Regions from separate parts of the Mus musculus genome. Here region 2 is linked to region 1. Evidence: chromatin contacts called from public promoter capture Hi-C data. All regions are on one chromosome and are shown on one strand. The core of a region is the stretch at or near the end of the contact, and the rest is flanking DNA. Distances in the headings are between cores, read along the strand shown. Region 1 overlaps Arfgef2 (ADP-ribosylation factor guanine nucleotide-exchange factor 2 (brefeldin A-inhibited)). Region 2 overlaps Znfx1 (zinc finger, NFX1-type containing 1).

Region 1 (7,469 bases), core at 3,282-5,781:
CCATGTTAAATTCAGTTAAAATTTCACATTCTCCTATTCAAACTCAAGACATTTCTCTACACATTATAGAGATGGGTGTGACAGATTTTTTTCCTTTCTTTCTCTCTTTCTGTCTTTCTTTCTTTCCACTTGCCCCCACTCCCCAAAACAGGTTTCTCTGTTCTCTCAAGACAGCTTTGGCTGTCCTGGAACTCACTCTGTAGACCAGGCTGGCCTTGAACTCAAAGATCCACCTGCCCTTGCCTCCTGGGTGCTGTGATTAAAGGCATGTGCCACCACCACCAGGCCTGAGTGTGACAGATAAAAACTAGGTCAAGTTCAAAATTAAACCAACAATGTTGTAGCTGTTTTTTTTTTTTCTTCTACTGATATTAAAATGAAAATTTAAAAACAGAATTTAAAAAAAAGTGCCGGTTCCCTTTGGAACAAGATGTAGAACTCTCAGCTCCTTCAGCGCCATCTTTCTCTGTACGCTGCCGTGCTCCTCCTACCTTGATGATACTGGACTGAACCTCTGAACCTGTGAGCCAGCCACAACTAAATGTCCTTATAAGAAAAAAAGAAAGGGGGCTGGTGAGATGGCTCAGTGGGTAAGAGCACCCGACTGTTCTTCCGAAGGTTCAGAGTTCAAATCCCAGCAACCACATGGTGGCTCACAACCATCCATAATAAGATCTGACTCCCTCTTCTGGATTGTCTGAAGACAGCTACAGTGTACTTACATATAATAAATAAATGAATCTTTAAAAAAAAAAAAAGAAAAAAAGAAAGGCTAACAAGATGGCAGCCCAGCAGGTAAACACAAGCTGAGCTACTGTTGAGTCTGATGACCCAGAGCTGATCCCCAAGACTCACATGATGGAAACTCAGAACTTACTCCTGCAAAGTTTATTCTCGCAAGCAGGCATATTTTCTCTCCCCCACCCTCCTCCACCCCCAGATTAAAAAAGAAGAAAATGTTTATTTACTTTTAGGTTTTGGGAAACAAGATTCCCACTCCACAGCTCTGACTGTCCTGATCACTCTATAGATTGGGCTAGGCTTGAACTTGCAGAAATCCATTTGCTGTTGTGTGCCTGGAGGTGAGTGCTAGGGTGAGTCCCAGCAGCCCCAGGAGAACCAGAGCTGTGTAATACCGGGCTTTACTTTAACCTGAGTACAGTGAGATGGCTCAGGAGATGAGCACTTGCCACTATGCTCGACCACCTAAGCTCATCCCTCGAACCCACATCCTTTTTAAATGGTTATTTTGAAATGTTAGTGTTACTTGGAAATGCAAATCAGTAATTCTCAAATTCACATACCTTCAGAAGTAGTAAAACAAAGACTTTTAAAGTGAGATTTAATTTAGAGCTCTGAGGGCTGAAGAGCTGGCTTAATGTTAAGAGCGCTGACTGTTCTTACAGAGGACCACACTGCTGTTTCCAGCACCCACATGGTGGCTTCCCAACTTCCTGTAACTCCGTTCCAGGGGATCCAATGTCCTTTCTGGCCTCACTGCACTTACACACATATATACATAATTACAGTTTTTTAAATCAGAATTTATGTGACTTCACACTAATTATAAAGCGATGATCTCTTTGGTGAGTAGGGCACTATTAACTCAGAAAAACAACAAGCAAGGAGCCATTCATAACATTCACCAGAGCTGTATGCAGCTCAAGAGAGGGCCATTCTTTTTTTGTTTTCGAGACAGGGTTTCTCTGTATAGCCCTGGCTGTCCTGGAACTCACTTTGTAGACCAGGCTGGCCTCGAACTCTGGAATCCAGAAGGCCATTCTTAAGAGACGTAAAGACAGACAGATGCTCACAGGCTCTGCACCCACCCCCTTCATGTCAGCTGAGTTCCAGTCCATGGCAAGTGCAGACACCAAGGATAAGCAAAATGCACACAGTGTTTTCTACTGCAGGAGACTTTTGTTTTGTTTTTGTTTTGTTTTGAGACAGGGTAACCCTGGCTGTCCTGGAACTTGCTCTATAGACCAGGCTGGTCTCAAACTCACACAAATCTACCTATCTCTGCCTCCTGAGTGCTGGGATTAAAGGTGTGCCACTGCTGCCCACAGGAGACTATTTTAAAAAATACTTTCTGTACTTTGTAGGAAGTGATAAACGCCTATTGATTCTGTTGGGGGCACTATGTATTCCCTGGCTGGCCCAGAACTCAGAGCTCTGCCTCTTCTGCCCTAGGTTGCTAGGACCAACGGTGTGCACCATCACACCCAGCAAGCGTATTAATTTTAGATTGTGTAAACTTTTTCATTCCCATATAAAAGCTTCAAAACACATAGGCTGACTACTGTTTTAAATATTATTTTATTTGCTTATTTTATGTTACTAGGGTAGGGCAGGGGGCTTTGTGCCTGAGGGGTTCCAAGGACAACTTGTACTTCCCTCTCTCCATCATGTGGGTCTAGGGTACTAAACTCAGGTCACTGGCTGGGTGGCAAGCACCTTTACCCACTGAGCCATCTCCTCAGCCTAGGCTGATGAACCTTACTGAGCTATGAGAAGAGAATAAACGAACCTACCAGATGTCTATCTGACACCTCCTCCTCCATCCCCGCAGGTCTCCACGTCAGCAAACTTAAGGGAGCAAGAGAGAAAGCAGAGATCAGCGTCCACTGCACCTGGAAGCCTGGTGATGGATAGCCCCGGGCGGCACGGACACATCCCACATGCCTTAGCACTTACACATGTGGGATGGTGGTTTTGAAAATATCCAACATGCAATTGCAGGTTTCATCCCAGACAGCAGGGCTGAACTTCTCGCCGTTGGATATCACTAGGTTCTCTAAGCAGTTCGTACCTGATCGGGCCAACTGCTCATTATCTGCAAAATTCAACAGCATCTGTTGTTAAACTTTAACTGTTGTCCTGAAAGCAACCAAACAGGATCTGGGTCTGATGGTCCATGGTCTCTACCTGACACTGAGAGGTGGGGATTGTAGCTGGAGGCCTGTAAGCTTTAATGAAGCTAGGCTACGAAGAGTCAGCTGTTAGAGCTGAAGGATGCCACCCCAGGGGATCTCTTCTGGCCTTCACAGACATTCGGCACACACGTGGTGCACAGACATACATGTAGGAAGAATACCCATGCACATATAATTTTTAAAAATAAAAAAAAAATTTTTTAAAGAAGTACAATGATTAGTCAGTTTTGCTGAGGGGGAGGAGTGCTTTGTTACTTTAACTGGCGCACATACAGGAAATGGCATAAGATGCATAAATTAGTGTTTTTGGGCTGGAGGGATGGCTCAGCCGGTAAGAGCACTGACTGCTCTTCTGAAGGTTCTGAGTTCAAATCCCAGCAATTACATGGTGGCTCACAGCCATCTGTAATTGGATCTGATGCCCTCTTCTGGTGTGTCTGAAGACAGCTACAGTGTACTCATAAACATAAATACATAAATCTTTAAAAAAATCAGCTAACCCCAAAGGGACCCTCCTCCTTTGGCCTAATTTGGGAAGGGTGGATTCAATAAAGTTCTCTGGTTTGTTTAAAAAATTTTTTTAGCCGGACGTGGTGGCACACGCCTTTAATCCCAGCACTCGGGAGGCAGAGGCAGGCGGATTTCTGAGTTCGAGGCCAGCCTGGTCTACAAAGTGAGCTCCAGGACAGCCAGGACTACACAGAGAAACCCTGTCTCAAAAAACCAAATAAATAAATAAATAAATAAATAAATTGTTTTTAAAAATAGTGTTTCTGATATAATCACTAACTACCTTTCCAGTTTTTGCTATCAAAGTACTACAGCTATTTGCTACTTCCTTTAAAATGTGGTCCTTTTCGCCAGAAGGGCGTGGTGGCAGACACCTCTGACCCCAGCGCCTGGGCTGCAGAGGCAGGCGGATCTCTGTGACTCTGAGGCCAGTCTGTCTAAACAGATCAAGTTCCAGCACAGCCAGGCTGCACAGAGAAGGAGGAAAGAAGGAGTCACTTTTCAAAAAGATCTTAACTGAATTTAACTTTGCCCTAGGCCAAAATGGATCCAGGTCTGAGGGATACATGGTTTTTATCTGGTATACACTAACATGAACACATAACCACTAAATAAGATGTCACTGATGTAGCTGGTGATAGTAACTCCAAAAGTACTTTAAAAAATAGTTTACTATAAAAAAATTACAAACACATAAAACTTGAAAGAAGGGAGTTGAGGGAATAGCTCATGGACACACGGATGTACACACGGATGGACAGACACAGGCTGGGAGGAAAGGAGGGAGGGAGAAACGGAGGGGAATTAAAAAAAAAACAAACTTTAAAGCACAAAAGTGCATCTCACCCTTTAAAACAAAAACAACAAAATCCACCTTTAAACTGTGCTTATAAATCAACCTGGGAAGGGACTGGTGGACTGAATTGTACACAGTGACCCTTGGCATTGCATTTATACTTTTATGACAGAAAATTAATTCCTCATAAAGACTGTGTACGAGGAAACACTGCCCCTCCCTCACTTAATGAATACCTTGTTTCACGCACCACTGCAGCTGCGCAAACACATCAGAGAGAAGCACTTCATGCAAAGCTTCGTAGAACTGGGTGAATACGTCACAAATAGCGTACAGTGCATGATTGCACGTGGTCGTCATCCACTCTGATTTCTGAAAGGAAAAAAAATGAATCTTCAAAACCAACATCTCTAGGGTAAGATGGCTGCTCTTGCAAGCCTGGCTGTCACTCACATAAGTATCGACATCTCAAACCTGACTGCTTCTGCTTGCTCAGAACTACTCTCTCCACCGTCAGATCCTACAGAAACAGTCAGGCGGGTGAGGAAATGTTTGCAGAAGAAAATGTCCACCCCTGTAACATTCAGACTCTGAAAACTGCATGGTGTGATAGGCTTCACTGTGGACTCACAAATATTAAACTGTCCCTTAAAATAATATGGGAAAATAAAGACAACTGCATACGGGCTAAAGAGATGGCTCAGCAGTCGAGGGCACTTGCTAGGCAATCACGAGAGCTGGAGTTCAGATTTCACAGCCTTGGAACAAGCTTACCGTCCCAGGCACCCATTGCCCCATGTGTGGGAAGGGCTGAGGGAATATGGCGCCGCTGGGGTTTGCCAAGAGGAGACAATGAGAGCCTCACATTCACCAGGAGAGCTTGACTCAAAGTAATAGTGGACTATGAAAGAGGCGGTCACCCAGCACCTTATCCTGCCCCCCCCCACACTCTTTCAAAAAATGACGGCATAAAAGTACCAGAGAAATATAAAAATGATTACACAATGACAGAAAAGAAAAGTGTCACGAATAGGGTTCTCAAAATAAAAGCCAGAAGGAAATGAAACTGAAGACCTGGTAACATAGCGTAAATAAAGACCAGCACAGGTGCTGGCCTACAGAGCCCCACCCCTGACCAAGAAGCCATCTGCAGCTGACAGTTGCCAGGAAAGGGAAATCCACTTTCCGCAATGGAGCGATACAGAGTGAGGAGTTACACTGTGTGTGTGTGTGTGTGTGTGTGTGTGTGTGTGTGTGTGTGTGTGTGTGTGTGTTTTTTAAGACAATGAGAAAGAACAAAGTTGGGTATGCGGGAAGAATGTGGGAACAGTTGGAGGAGGGGAAAACACAACCAAAATATACTGTGTGAGGAAAGTTTTAAGCTGGACGTTGGTGGTGCACATCTTTAATACCAGCATCTGGGAGGCAGAAGCAGGCGGATTTTTGAGAGTTTGAGGCTAGCCTGATCTATATATGGAGTCCAGAACAGCCAGAAAAAACTAAATAAAAAGAAAATAAAGATACCAATGAAAAAGTAAGACTACAAAGTGACCTTCGGGTCCACCCAGGCTGGAGGATGACACTGCCTCAAAAACAAAACACACAAGTGAAAAACCAACCAAACCCAGCCCCTCAACAAACAGAAGAGGAAGCAACTGGGAAAAGCTGATGACACAGGACAAAAAGCCAGGTCCAAAAAGCCAGGTCCCAATAGGAAGATGTGGTGATCAGTGGTGGCAGCCAGCCAGCCAGCCAGCAGAGCCTCTGCCCGTGCAGAGCACCGAGGTAAATGAAAGCAAAGGCTGGATAGTGTGGGGAAAGGGGAAGGCCCACAGTGCCCTGCAGACATGCAAGCCATGGTGTGTGGACATGAATGCAGAAGTTAGGCCTCCCGGATTCCTGTCCTCAATTACAAGGGAATTTAGGAACGCTCACTTCAGAGCGTCGCCCAGCGAGCATGAGGACTGAGTCCAATCCCCAGACCCCTAGAATCTGTGTAGAAAGCTATGCGGGGGCTGGGCATTGCAGAAACAAACCCTAGAGCTGGAGCACACGTGCGGACCACATGCTTCCTGCATGCTAGACAAGCATTTTTCTGAAATGAATATTTATCTATCTATTTATGATGAGGAAAAAATTACTCTAACATTAAAGAACAGGACAAATGTCTACACTAGGACTTCAACTGTATAAACTGTTTAAGTAGGAAAAGACAACATAGTGGTAGCCTCAGTTTCTATGTGATAGAGGTGTGAACTCTGTGTATCCGGAATATTTCATCTAGTGCATGTTATTTTTATGCTGGTATGAGGGGGAAATGATGTTCCTGAAATAATACATTAATAAAGGGCCAGTCAGGTAGTGATGGCACACACTCGTAATTTCAGCACTCAGGAGGCAGAGGCAGGTGGATAGCTATGACTGTGAGGCCAGCCTGGTTTACAAACTAAGTTCTAGGTCAGCCAGGGCTACACAAATAAACTCTGTCATAAAAAGACAAAAAAGAAAAAGAAAAGAAGACAGCTGTGCTTGTCTTGTCTGTGCATCTCTGCCATTGCTCTCGATCCTGCAAGACCAGGTCAGAGCGTGGCACACACAAGAAGAGCAGCCATGAGCCTGCAGAGCTGGCAGGCAGTGTCCAGGTCCAGGAGGGCAAACCATGAGGAACTTCCTCTCCCTTTTCCCAGAAAGGGATCTCCCAGAACTAGCTGACACTGGTCTAAGATGGTCAGTGCTTCTGTCCACTTGTAGAAGCATCTTAAATAGTTGTTAAGTTGTTAAACCCCTGTTATCTGGCAAGACAACCCCAAGGAGGAGGCCGGCCATGGGCCCATTACATCTACTCACAGGCCACACTGTAGACATCACCCACCTCTGACTGTTGCTCAGGGAGTTTCATGTTGTCAAAAATTCGAAACACGATTCTGAACAGGTCCTGCCACCAGTGCTTTGCAAAGGTGTGGCCATAGCTCTTCATAATCTCAAACATGACCGTGAGTCCCCTGGGGGAAAAATAAAGGAGAGCAGGGAGAAGGTGAGGAAGAAATGGCCAAACTGAGATGGAGGCAAGGGTCAGGGAGGGGAGGTGTGAACCTGGGGTGGGGTAAGAAGCGACTCATTTTAACATTGATGTCCAGCTGCCTTGGGGATCCAGTTACCTTGTGCGTACATCTAACTTGCATCTGTTAATGATGCAGGAGAGTTCAAACAGGATGGGAAACCAGCCT
Region 2 (7,469 bases), core at 1,612-4,111, 160 kb before region 1:
GCTTGCACAGCAGAGTGTCTGTGTGCTCTGTCTTCGCTTCCCTCCCTGCACAGCTTTTATGGGGCATTTTCAGCCTGGGTTTCTGTAATCTTGGGCCTCATTCTCCCTGTCTGGCCTGTAAACTCTGGAGCGCTTTAGGGCTCACTTGAGGAACTGGCACATCATTCACTCAAAGAGCACTTACTAAAGAAAGGCTTCCTTTCCTGGTTCTTCATTCTCCAGGCTGTGGCTGCAGATGTACCAAGCCGACACTCGCCGGAGGATCCTCAGCTATGAACGCCAGTACCGCACATGGGCAGAAAGAATGGCCGAGCTGAGACTCCAGGAAGACCTTCACATCCTCAAAGATGCCGAAGTTGTGGGCATGACAACCACAGGTAAGAAGGTGGGTGGGATTTACTTGTTGAAGCCAAGTTTATTGAGCAGGTCCCACCTGCTCACTTGGGGCCCCCACCCTCTTATTCAGTGGCTGCTCTAGCCCCCGGTGAGCAGGAGGGCTTAGTTTTCTGCCAGCCCAGGGAAGGTACAAAAGAACTGGCTTTTTATATCTTGTGCTCAAAGGAGCCTCTCATCTTTCCTGATTTGAGGTGCTGCCAAGTACCGCCAGATCCTTCAGCAAGTGGAGCCTCGGATCGTCATTGTAGAAGAGGCTGCTGAGGTCCTTGAGGCCCACACCATCGCCACACTAAGCAAAGCTTGCCAGCATCTTATTCTGATTGGGGACCACCAGCAGGTAAAGCAAGAATTCTTTAAAATGTTCTTTGGGGGACAGGACAAACAGAAGACCCTGACATCTTAAGAGCCCTCAAGCTTACTGGTGACTGTGTTCTCTCTCTTCCTTGCACCCATGTTTTTTCCCTCTGCAACCTCATGACTAGAGATTGCACTTGGGGCAGTCCACACATGCTGTATGTATGGGTGTTTTGCCTGCATGTTAGTGTACCTCATACCTGCAGTGCCTGGAGAGGCCAAGAGAGAGTAACAGATCCCCTTAGACTGAGTTACAAATGGTTGTGAGCTGGATACAGGAGTACTGGGAATTCCCCTGCAAGAGCAGCCAGTACTCTCAACCATAGAGCCATCTCTCCATTTCTCACCATGAACAATTGCATAGAAAATTCCTTAAGTCTTTTGCTTTCAGTTTTGCTACTGTTTAGTCTGTCCCCTGAAAAGGAGCCAAAGTGAATTAAAAGGAAAACAAACAAACAAACAAAAACCCTAGTAGTAATGGTGCACACCTTTAACCCAGCATTTGGGAAGCAGAGGCAGGCAGTCTCTGAGTTTGAAGTCAGCCTGGGCTGCAGAGGTCAGCCAGAGCTACATAGAGAAACTGTGCTTCAAAGAACAAAAGGTAACTTAGCCAGTCACAGCTAGCTTGTGACATACTGACACAGCTGCCTCAGATAAACCAAAACTTCAATCTCAGTAAATGAGACAATGTCACTTTTTTTTTTTAGGAAGATTTACTTATTTATTTTATGTATATCTTTAGACACTCCAGAAGAGGGCCACAATGTGGTTGCTGAGAATTGAACTCAGGACCTCTGGACAAGTAGCCAGTGCTCTAACCACTGAGCAATCTCTCCAGCCCATGCATGTCATCCTTAAAGCCCTCAGTGGCTTCTCACTACTCTTGATGTTAAAAATCAAGCTCCTTTGATTTTGAGATGATCAGTGTAGCCTAGGCTACCCTTGAACTCGCTTTGTAGCTGGGTGTGGCTTTATACTACTGGCCCTTGCCCCCACTTCCCAAGTGTGGGATTACAGGGACATGCACAGCCATGCCTAGCCTAAAGCTCCTACATAGCAAGATGATCTCAAAAACAGAAGTGGGCTTTGTCCTGTCTCTGGCTCACCTCATTTCTCAGGACCAACATTCACTGTCCTCCCTGCCCCTTCTCATGGCTTGCTTTGCAAATGAATGCAAGACTGGCAGCCTCCTCTGTCTGTGCTCCTGTCAACTCAGGCATCACTGTGCAGAGAGGCCTAGCCAGACCATTCATCCTCAGGGTTGGGTTCTTCCTGATCCTTGTCACTATTAACCCTGAACCTGCCAGCACCTGGGCTAGTGCCGCCTTCCAGCAGGCACTTGAAGCCCACGCTGCTGGGCTGTCGTGTGTTCCCACTGAGAATTCTCAGGCTTGTTTCTCTCCCCAGCTGCGCCCCAGTGCTAATGTGTATGATCTGGCCAAGAACTTCAACCTTGAGGTGTCCCTGTTTGAACGGCTGGTAAAAGTGAACATCCCCTTTGTCCGTCTGAATTACCAGGTGAGAGACTGGCTTGTGTTGCTACCGACATCTAGGAGAAGGCTCCTGGGTGCTAGCAATTAGAGCTGATTTATTGCTTAAATAGCCAGACAGAAATAGATAGCCAGTCAGAAATACTGTTTGAAACCATTTCGAAGTCCCCTGCTCTTCCAGATGAAGCCTCTTGCATCATGGTTTGTCCCAGTTGCTCTTTGGTGTTACCTCTGTAGGTTCCCTGCTGGTACCTTAGCCTCCAGAAAATGGCCCTTTGTCTTGCACTTGTTCCTAATGGCATCTGTTGTTTCAGCACCGCATGCGCCCTGAAATCGCCCGCCTTTTGACCCCCCACATTTACCAGGATCTGGAGAACCATCCTTCTGTTCTCAAGTATGAGCAGATTAAGGTCAGTCTGCCCTGCCTCTGATGTTGTCAGCAAAAATAGTCTCTAAAAGGGAGAAAAGGGAATAGAGCCAATAGAGCCAGGTCAGGACTGCTAAGCCTTAGGAGGAAGAATGAGAAAGAAATGGTGGCTCTTGACCTGGCGTCAATCTGTCTTGCCACTTGGCAGCTGTGTGACCCTGAATGAGTAAGTCAGCAAGAGATGCTGGTGCTGTGGTCTGCAGCCGGGTGATAACAGCAGCCCCTGCCCAGTCCCTGAGCCGTGCACAGGGCTACGTGCAGCAGTCAGCACTGCGCGTGCTGCGGACATCAGCTGCTTCTCATCACCAGCTACTGCGGCCCCCTTGCCCATGACAGGTGATTGAATACTTGGAAAACAAAAATAGGTTAATTAGTTTCCAGCTCAGTGCCACGGCACATGACTGCTTCAGAGGTAAAGATCTGGAGATGGAGGGCACAGAAAGCACAAAGACTCTTCCTGTGGCTCAGTGGTCAGTGTCCAGAGATGACGTGCAGAGAGCTGGGGTGTAGCGCAGAGGTCCCGCACGTGCACAGCACGGGTGAGGCTCCGGTTCCAGCCCCAGTGCTGATGTGCTGCCTGCCTCCTTATTTTCCAGGGTGTCTCCTCCAACCTTTTCTTTGTGGAGCACAACTTTCCTGAGCAGGAGATCCAAGAAGGCAAAAGTCACCAGAACCAGCATGAGGCACACTTTGTGGTGGAGCTGTGCCAGTACCTCCTGTGCCAGGAGTACCTGCCCTCCCAGATCACCATCCTCACCACCTACACTGGGCAGCTCTTCTGTTTGCGCAAACTCATGCCTGTCAAGACGTTTGCTGGCATCAAGGTCCATGTGGTGGACAAGTACCAAGGGGAAGAGAATGACATCATTCTCCTCTCACTGGTGCGGAGCAACCAAGAGGGCAAGGTGGGCTTCCTGCAGATCCCCAACCGCATCTGCGTAGCCTTGTCCCGGGCCAAGAAGGGGATGTACTGCATTGGGAACATGCAGATGCTTGCCAAGGTGCCCTTGTGGAGCAGGATCATCCATACCCTTCGAGAGAACAACCAGATAGGCCCGTCCCTCCGCCTCTGTTGCCAGAACCACCCTGAGACCCACACCCTTGTATCCAAAGCTTCTGACTTCCAGAAAGTACCGGAAGGAGGCTGCAGCCGGCCCTGTGAGTTCCGGTTGGCCTGTGGTCATGTGTGCACACGTGCCTGCCATCCATATGACTCCTCCCACAAGGAGTTCCAGTGCATGAAGCCATGCCAGAAAGTCCTCTGCCAGGATGGGCACCGGTGCCCAAATGTCTGCTTCCAAGAGTGTCAGCCTTGTCAGGTGAAAGTGCCCAAAATCATTCTGAAGTGTGGTCACAAACAGATGGTCCCTTGTTCAATGTCAGAGTCAGAGTTTTGTTGCCAGGAGCCTTGCTCCAAGATACTAAGATGTGGTCACAGATGCAGCCATCTCTGTGGTGAGGATTGTGTGCGGCTGTGTTCAGAAAGGGTCACCGTGGAACTTAAATGTGGGCACAGTCAACTGGTTAAGTGTGGCAATGTGGAAGATATAAAATATGGTCTGCCAGTCAAGTGTACCACCAAGTGTGACACTACTCTAGATTGCGGCCATCCCTGCCCAGGCTCCTGTCACAGCTGTTTTGAAGGGCGCTTCCATGAGCGCTGTCAACAGCCATGTAAGCGCCTGCTCATCTGCTCACACAAGTGCCAGGAGCCCTGCACTGGTGAGTGCCCACCCTGCCAGCGAACATGTCAGAACCGCTGTGTCCACAGCCAGTGCAAGAAGAAGTGTGGGGAGCTGTGCAGCCCCTGCGTGGAGCCCTGCGTCTGGCGCTGCCAGCACTACCAGTGCACCAAACTCTGCTCAGAGCCCTGCAACCGGCCCCCATGCTACGTGCCTTGTACCAAGCTGCTGGCTTGTGGCCACCCTTGCATCGGTCTGTGTGGGGAGCCATGTCCCAAGAAGTGCCGTGTCTGCCAACCAGATGAAGTCACCCAAATCTTTTTTGGCTTTGAGGATGAGCCTGATGCCCGCTTTGTGCAGCTAGAAGACTGCAGCCACATCTTTGAAGTGCAAGCCTTGGACCGCTTCATGAATGAGCAGAAGGATGATGAAGTTGCCATCAAGTTGAAAGTCTGCCCCATCTGTCAGGTACCCATCCGCAAAAACCTGAGGTATGGAACCAGCATCAAACAGCGGCTGGAAGAGATCGAGATTGTCAAGGAGAAGATCCAGGGCTCTGCAGGGGAGATTTCAACCAGCCAGGAACAACTTAAGGCCCTGCTGAAGAGCAAGACCCTCTTCCATCAGCTGCGTCCTGAAGAATTCCTAATACTTCAAGAGAAGCTGGCCCAGAAAAACCTGTCAGTGAAGGACCTGGGCCTGGTGGAGAATTCTATCCGCTTCTATGACCACTTGGCCAACCTGGAGGGGTCACTGGAGAAGGTGCATTGTGGAGAACAGCAGAGCGTGAGGACTCGACTTGAGCAGGTCCACGAGTGGCTGGCCAAGAAGCGCCTGAGCTTCAGCAGCCAGGAACTGAGTGACCTCCAGAGTGAAATCCAGAGGCTCACCTATTTGGTGAACCTCCTGATGCGCTGCAAGATGGCCGAGAAGGTGAAAGGCAGCATAGCAGAAGAGGTCTCCAGCATCCGGAACATTCTTGAAAAGACAAGTAAGTTCACCCAGGAAGATGAACAGCTTGTGCAGAAAAAGATGGATGCTCTGAAAACCACCCTTCCCTGCTCTGGCTTGGGCATCTCAGATGAGGAACGAGTGCAGATTGTCACTGCCATGGGTGTTCCTCGTGGGCATTGGTTCAAGTGCCCCAATGGCCACATCTATGTAATTACTGAGTGTGGGGGCGCCATGCAAAGGAGTACCTGTCCCGAGTGTCAGGAGGTGATCGGTGGGGAGAATCACACTCTAGAGAGGAGCAACCACCTGGCCTCTGAGATGGATGGAGCCCAGCACCCTGCCTGGTCGAACACAGCCAACAACTTCATGAACTTTGAGGAGATCCACAGGATGATGTAGAAGATGGCACCTCAAGGCCTTTTGCCCTGCCACCTCAGAGCCAGGGTTGGCTCCTCCATGGAGGAACCAGTTTATTAGTGTCCTTTAGTCTTCGCACTTGTCTAAGGATCCACTTTTAGGGCTTGCCCACATGTGATTCTATATGTACCCTGCGCTAGAGTAAGCACTTTACCCCCAGCACTGAGCAGAGCCCACAGTTCTCAGCTCCTCGACTGTAGCAAGTAGGACTGACTCCTGGGAGCTTCCGGCCTCCACCCGGGGATATTAGGGTGATTGGGTCCTGGCATGGCCAGCACTTCTGCGCGTGCCCAGGGTGCACTGCTTCTCATGTCCAGGCCCTAACTTGCATACTACCATTGTAATAACAGCAACCCAGAGAGAGCTTTAGGAACCACTTTACCTTCAAGGAGCACAAGAACCCAGGCACCCTACTCCTTGGGCTCCTGCCCTCCTGGAGATGGAGGCCTGTGACAGGCACTTCAACTCTCCATGGCCCAGTTATATACTCACTGTCCCCAGTGGGGCGGGGCTTTCACAGCAGACACAAGCTGAGTGACCCCTGCACCCTCGTCAAACTTGCACTCAGATAGCAGGGGTGGATGTGTCTCTCTGCAGGAGAGGTTCTGTGGTGGTGGTGGTGTCAGCAGGTTCAGTGTCAGCAGCACCTCCTGTGAGTCTTTATCCAGGCACCCTCCCTTGCAGCCTTTGCCTGGGTAGGGTTAGCATGCCAGCAGCTTCTGCAGGCCCCGACTCCAGGCCTACTGCCTGCATCTGCATCTCTTTCCATGTTCCTTAGAACAGATTTAGGCATCTCAGGTCCTTTCTAATGTTGTCTAGGAAAGCCCCTTTCTTATTGTATGCATTTCCTTTTTTTGTCTTTACTATGCACTTTAACCTATAAAGCCAATTAATAAAAACAATGATTGAAAAAAGCCTGTCATCTCTTATCTGTGCTTGCTTTGTTGCTGTATTGATAACTGATGCACCTAAGGTTTCAGCTGTGTCCAACAACCATCACCATCCTAGACCCATGGTTTGTTTCTCTTCCTAACTTTGATTAGCAATTGTGGGTAGGGCACAGCCTATGGTGAGGCATGTCATTTTTGGTAGTGGAGGTCATTTAACTGATGAGCCAAATTTTACCCATGGTAACATTCTCTAAGTACAGCAAATGTCTCCTGAGTCCCGAGACTACACTGCTTGCTGTTCCTAGCACATTCACTGTGCTTGACCATGCGGTGGGCATTGGTGTCAGGACACTAGGGAGGGGCTGCGTTTCTCCTTCCACTGCCTGGGTCCCCAAGATGGAGCCCCGGTCAGTCTTGCCTTTGTTGACTAAGACTTCTCACCGGCCCCATCTTTTAACATGGAGATCTTCCCACCAAAGGCAGAGCCAGGTCTGACCCACAGCCCAGCAGCAGGTGAGCTTTGACTTAACACAGAGCCCTGAGCTGGCAGCTGTGAGCAGGGCATGCAGCTGGAGAACAGGCCCTTTGCAAACGGAGGTAAGGCAGTCTAAACTCACCAGATAGACTACTTGCATTTAATATGTGTAGGGAAGCCAGTCAGGAAGGGAACCCTGGCACAGCAGTGCGTACCTGTAACCCCAACAATCTCTACAGTACCACAAATTGGAGGCCTTAACAGCAGGCTCCAAGCTAGCCTGTGCTACACAGTGAGATGCTCACATTTTTAAAAAGGCATGCATGCATAAATGACTAACACTAAGAAACAGCTCCTAGATACTAACCCAACAGATTCACAGAC

The links. Capture Hi-C pulls out chosen DNA fragments and counts their contacts.
Region 2: a contact with region 1 is called in a promoter capture Hi-C map of pancreatic islet. The contact joins two enhancer-like sites. A contact is called at or near these places in 3 of 484 Hi-C or Micro-C datasets (bone marrow-derived macrophages, cortical neurons and nephron progenitors) and 4 of 9 other capture datasets (adipose tissue, embryonic stem cells, liver and 1 more).

Annotation. Positions count from the first base shown.
Region 1 is chr2:166,873,638-166,881,106 of GRCm38.p6, reverse strand. It overlaps Arfgef2 (ADP-ribosylation factor guanine nucleotide-exchange factor 2 (brefeldin A-inhibited)), which reads right to left. Exons shown (of 39, transcript NM_001085495.2): 29 at 7,401-7,469; 30 at 7,115-7,244; 31 at 4,479-4,614; 32 at 2,698-2,836; 33 at 2,535-2,589. Among named protein-coding and RNA genes, the nearest start is that of Cse1l, 29 kb to the left of the region's middle. Within about 2 kb of position 4,531, at least 70 of the 459 cell types and tissues checked have an H3K27ac peak or open chromatin away from gene starts, as enhancers often do. A contact at or near this core is called in pancreatic islet, where this site is marked.
Region 2 is chr2:167,034,958-167,042,426 of GRCm38.p6, reverse strand. Znfx1 (zinc finger, NFX1-type containing 1) reads left to right here. Exons shown (of 14, transcript NM_001033196.2): 10 at 223-377; 11 at 588-733; 12 at 2,158-2,268; 13 at 2,555-2,650; 14 at 3,264-6,634. The coding sequence ends at 5,702. Among named protein-coding and RNA genes, the nearest start is that of Ddx27, 23 kb to the right of the region's middle. Within about 2 kb of position 2,861, at least 10 of the 459 cell types and tissues checked have an H3K27ac peak or open chromatin away from gene starts, as enhancers often do. A contact at or near this core is called in pancreatic islet, where this site is marked.